Regions from separate parts of the Hordeum vulgare genome. Here region 1 is linked to region 2. A link is a contact called in public Hi-C data. All regions are on one chromosome and are shown on one strand. Each heading gives the region's core, a stretch centred on a gene start, on an enhancer-like site or on the middle of the called end of the contact. The rest is flanking DNA. Distances are from core to core; before and after follow the strand shown. Region 1 holds the start of LOC123445433 (probable glycerol-3-phosphate dehydrogenase [NAD(+)] 1, cytosolic). Region 2 has its middle 38 kb from the start of LOC123445432.

Region 1 (2,700 bases), core at 52-2,551, 53 kb before region 2:
ACTGGCAAACACAGAGCAAGATACATGCTTACCTGCGGAACTGATCATTTGCGTAGGCGTGATGATACGAGGAATTGGGTCCAAGGAGGCTTCTATCCCCTTTGCAAGGGAAATGATCACCGGAACGCTGATCCGCTCCTTCCAATACTTGCTGAGCTCATCAAACACCTCCCTTGTTTCAGTGGACGGCAGCCCATTCACCACAATGTCAGCATCCCAGACAGCTTCCTGCAGGTTGGTGACCACCTTCAACGGGCAGAGGGGTGTGTCGACCATGTTCAAGCAGAAGCCATCCCTCAAAATCTCATCGGCATACAAGGTCCGGTCACCCAGGCGCGCCTCGACGTACTTGAGGTAGGCGCACCGGCGGATGAGGCGCCTCAGTACGTCCTCCCTGGAGTTGATCACGTCGAACAGATGCTCTGCGGTGGACCGGTCCACCGCCCGCCCCGGCCGGCGCCACACCCGTATCTGCACCTTCTCCCTGAAGTGGCCGTAGGCGTCCTGCAGCAGAGCGGCAAAGACGCTGCCCCAGGCGCCGGCGCCGATGCTGACGATCTTGAGCAAGTCACCGTCGGACTTGCCGAGCAGCCGGCGCAGCTCGTCCAGCCGCTCCTCGGTGCCGTTGGCGCCGTTCGCCGATCCATTCACGTGCACGCTCCCAACCATCTCGCCCTTGTAACCCAACCCAGCAGATCGGAAATGGCTGAAAGGTGCGTGTGCTCTCCTAGTCTCCTGGGCAATGAATCGAACACCTTAAGCGCACGCCCAAGGACGCGGGATCGCCCACCAACCTCGAACCTAACACTGCAATCCCCCGAGAAAGTTGCAGGAGCTGGTCATCCACCACCACCTACACGCACAGAACGTGGAACAGTAATCAAACGCAAGCCGGGCGCTGCACTGCACCCCGGCGCAAGAATAAGTAAGCGGGTTGAGCAGGCCGGCCGGGCGGCTGCGTTTATGTCTCCACCCACCTCCAGCTCGAGTATCCCGGGGGCGGAGCTGGCCGGGGCAGCCGGCGCCGCGGTGAGGTGGCGGGATGGATGGATAACTGATGAGGTGGAGGTGGCGTGGGGTGGGGCGGATGGACGGAAGCTTGGCTTGGGTTGGCTGGCGTTTAGTACGAAGATGGGGGAGGTGGGTGGCGGCATTGATGGAGGAGATGGGTACCGCGGCCAACCATGCAGTGGCCGCCATTAATGAGTGGGGGAGGCGGGAGGCAACGGTGTCGCCGCTGCTGCTTCCCGAGCTGCCCGTGCTCCGTCCGTCTGGTCTTCCCTGCCCGGGGGAGACGACGACTTAGACGTACAGCGGGCCGCCCCAAACCCGCTTCACACGGACGGCCCGGTCTCATGATTTTTTTTTCAGATTTAGATGGGTGTTTGTTTCCATAGACTTATTGTTTTTGGGACTTAAAAAAGTCCCTATAAGTCCCACCTAAACCGAAGGAACTTATTAGGACTTATAGTAGTTATTTGAGACTTATCAAAAAAGACTCTCAGAGAGGAACTTATTGGGACTTATCGCGGCCCGCATCTAGCCCGCCTCGCTCCGCCTGGCTCTTTCCCCTCGTCGCCCGCTTCGGTCCAATCGTCGCCGCCCCGCGTCGCTCCAGTCGCCAACGCCCCTCGTCGATCCAACCGCCGCCGCCTCGCTCCTTTCCCCGCCCTGCATTGCTCCGTTCCAGCCGCCCCAATCGCCGCCCCCGCGTCGCTCCTTCCAGTCGCCCTGCCTCGGTTTGTTCCGCGTCGCTACAATATGTGCCTCGCTCCGTTCCAGCCGCCACCGCCTCACTCCGTTCCAGCCGCCCCAATCACCGCCCCCGCGTCGCTCCTTCCAGTCGCCCCCGCCTCGGCCCGTTGCGCGTCGTTGCAGTCCCCGCCTCGGCCCGCGTCCCAGGTCACTGCGCCATGGCTGATGACGATCCCCGCGTCCCAGGTCACCGCACCATGGCTGATGATGAGGAGGAGCAGATGCCTTTTTCTCCCAGTTCTCCTCACGTCAACAGGCAACATGGACTTATAAGTCCCTGTAAACAAACAGGTAGGGACTCGGGATTTATAAGTCCCTGTAAACAAACAGGTAGGGACTCGGGACAAACAGGTAGGGACTCGGGACTTATAAGTCCCTGTAAACAAACAGGTAGGGACTTATGACTTATAAGTTGGGACTTAAAAAGTCCTATGACTTATGAAACAAACAGGGCCTAACTATTTCACATTTAGATTGGCTACTTTTCCCTCACCTTAGGGTTTTTCTCCCTCCGGATGCGATCGCGCCGCCAATGAGGTTTTAATCTTCCCTGTCGCCGAACCACCGTAGTTTCTACGCCATGCGCTCCACCGGGGGCCTTAGGACCACGTGGGGACCGGGCTAGGATGCCGGGGTAGCGATGGACTTAGGGTTCCACCTCAAAACCCCGTCGATCCTCGTCGGGTTAGGAATCTCATGGCTTTAGGAGACGCATCGGGATCAGCTAAGATCAGCGACGTTGACAGGATGATGAAGGAATTGGGCTTCCGTGGAGAGGATCGTTGACAGGATGATGAAGGAATTGGGCTTCCGTGGAGAGGATCTCGATGAGATCGTCTTCGATGAGAAGGATGCCCCACCGGAGGCCGCCCGCTGGATAGCTCTGGCTAGGGTTCACTCCGAGAAAACCTACAACCAGAGATGCATGGTTCGTCAGAAACATGC
Region 2 (2,700 bases), core at 186-2,685:
TTGTTCTAGTTTTTTTGTAGGGGATATATTTATCCCATTGCCGATGAAATGGTATATATAAGAAGATAATGTTCTTCATATAAGGAAGGGTTGGCGCGATGTAAGTAAAGAAAACATTGTATGCACAAGTGGAGGTTGGTGACGTAGATATTTCTTTTTTACTTTTTTCAGAAGAACAGAGTTGCAAAACTGGGCCAGAACATCTCTTGGTGTGGGTTCAATGGTGTCTTGCTATGGACTCCGACCCATTGAGACTGGCTAAGGCTCTATTCCATGGTATAGTGGCACAAGCGGTGCTTCTTCCCTCTAGGAAAGAAGGTAATTCTACGACAAACTAGATTATCAGAACCTAGAATTTCATGAAAAGATAGTGATAAGATCTGAATGTGGGACTTAAAAAAGATACTGATAAAAACGGACTGAGACGGATCAAATTCAAACTGATTCCAGAAAAAGGTAATATTAGAGAAAGGCAATGTGCCTTGACATTTCATGGCACTAGTTTGGTAATCCTGTAGTCTAGCTACCTTTGGGAAGCTTGCAACTACCCAAAGAACCAGCCAAACAGATACAAATAAATGGCAAGTCATAACAAGGAAAGCACCAGCATCATCCTCTCGAGATGGTCAACTAGTTCATCATCCACACGCAACACTCTAATGTCTAGTTCCTCTGTTATTCATGATGCCTCCTATTCCCGTGTGTCCTAACACCTTCTGTATTCCTCTCTTTGATCTGTTGAGGTGACTACCACCTATTTGTTGAAATAAGTGAGTACTATTTTTTTGCGAGATAAGACAGTACTACTACCATGTTAAAAGGAGTGGGACGGTGGAGTTTTTCTGTCCAAATTGAAGCGTTGCCAACTTGTCAAAGAAGAATGCATGAGATGATGGATCTGTTTGTATCAAAGACGAAGCGGTATATATAAGAAGACAAGACTATTCATATAAGAAGTAAAGGCTGGTGTGGTATTAATTGTATCAGCCTACAGTGTTAATGGCTTAGTGTGACTCGTTGCAATATAGAAAAATAAGGAAAAACAGACATAAATAAACTTGCATACATCGTTCATGACAATAATAAATTTCAAATTGAAAAACAGTTCTGGGAAATTCTCAAATGACGCATTGAGCACACAAGTGATTTTAACACTTTCTAGGCAAGTGCAAGTGAAACCTCATCATGGGCGGCCCGTCCCGACGACCCGGTCTGAGCCTGGTCCAAAAATACCTGCCCGTGCTGGGTCAGGATTGCCGTTTGGGGGGCTAAGGCGTTGTTTTGCAGTCGAAAAGTGCATTCAGTTTGGGCTTCACTTTTTCAGCACTTTTGGTTGGGCCGTTGGGCTTCAAGGCAGTCTTACACGTGCACGATCTAAACACTGTTTGGGCCGGGCTTTTGGGCTTGTATTCAGTCCAACTAAGGCTTGAGAAAAGGGACATTCTGGACTTCGAATCAGAGTCGGGCTTTGTAGTCTAGGTGTCTGGGCTTCTTCAAGCCCGGCCCGAACAGGGAAATATGCTCAGGTTGTGTGCAACGAAAGGGAAACTTCTGAGGATCTTTTCTTCTATTGCCCAGTTACGAGAGCTGCTTGGCGTCGTGTAGACTCGGTCTTTGGAACCGATCTCCGTCCAAATAATTCGTGGCTGTTTTATTCTTGGTGTTGTATGTTTGTGCCTGCTGGTACACTAGTAGAAAAAAGCTCATTTGTTTCGGTTTCAGAGGTCCATTAGCCCGGTTCTTGAACCGGGAGTAAAGGGTCGGGACTAAACGCCCAAACCTTTAGTCCCGGTTAGCTTATGAATCGGGTCTAAAGGAGCTTCATGTGGCCGCTGCGGGGAGCCCAGACAGGAGGAACTTTAGTCCCAAATGGCATCCACGCATCAGCATCTGGCCGAAGCTGGGTTTTTTGTTTTGTTTTTGAATGGAGGGGGGGGGGGGTTGGGGGGTTTTGGAGGGTTCATTTAGTGGTTTCATATTGTGTTAGCTAGCTAATAGAGAGGCGTGTCCTCTCTTTCTCCGTGCCTGGTCGAACAAGTTTTCGTATATCTATCCGACGCTATTACATATATACAATATAACATCTTTTATAATTAATCCAAAACATCATCTAATTAAGACCCAATGACAAATCCACATGGCATTCTTCGTCTTTAGGTATGACGTGGTCAAGAAAGAATCCCGCCAATTCCTCTTGAATTGCTCGTATGCGATCATGTGGTAGGAGTTCATCCCGTATCTGTGAGATCTAGTTTAAATAAAGGGGGGGGGGTCAATACATGCATATATATGAATAAAACTCAATACAATTGTGAATATTATTTACGTACTTGCAATTGTTTCTCAGAGAAGACCCGCTCAAAGGTCGAGTCGTGAATGAACTCGCATACGTAGTATTCACATAAAATAGTGCCTTCTTTCTGATACATACACTTTATGAGAGTAGAGTTCAATCAAACTGATAAGCAAGCATGGTAATGATATATTGATGAAAATTTGAATCAATTAGAGATGCACGGAACTAGATAGTACTACTTACTTTGGGGTGCGTAAATCGCAACTCTTTGTTTAGACCGGGAACCTAATTGGCGAACTTCGTCCAAATCCTACCAGGCAAACAAAATGATTACTTGATATCAGGAAATTAACGAAAGTTGCATGCCGATATGGTCTCGGTATATTGACTGAACTTACTTCTTG

What was found. A called contact is a pair of places that touch in the nucleus more often than the background predicts.
Region 1: a contact with region 2 is called in a Hi-C map of leaf, with 6 times the contacts expected there. The contact joins the promoter of LOC123445433 here to the enhancer-like site in region 2. A contact is called at or near these places in 2 of 6 Hi-C or Micro-C datasets (leaf and seedling).

The regions. Positions count from the first base shown.
Region 1 is chr3H:592,428,942-592,431,641 of MorexV3_pseudomolecules_assembly, reverse strand. LOC123445433 (probable glycerol-3-phosphate dehydrogenase [NAD(+)] 1, cytosolic) reads right to left here and starts at 1,301. Exons shown (of 6, transcript XM_045122422.1): 1 at 978-1,301; 2 at 33-853. The coding sequence starts at 669.
Region 2 is chr3H:592,375,861-592,378,560 of MorexV3_pseudomolecules_assembly, reverse strand. No RefSeq gene overlaps it. Among protein-coding and RNA genes, the nearest start is that of LOC123445432, 38 kb to the right of the region's middle. Within about 2 kb of position 1,435, at least 3 of the 3 cell types and tissues checked have open chromatin away from gene starts, as enhancers often do. A contact at or near this core is called in leaf and seedling, where this site is marked.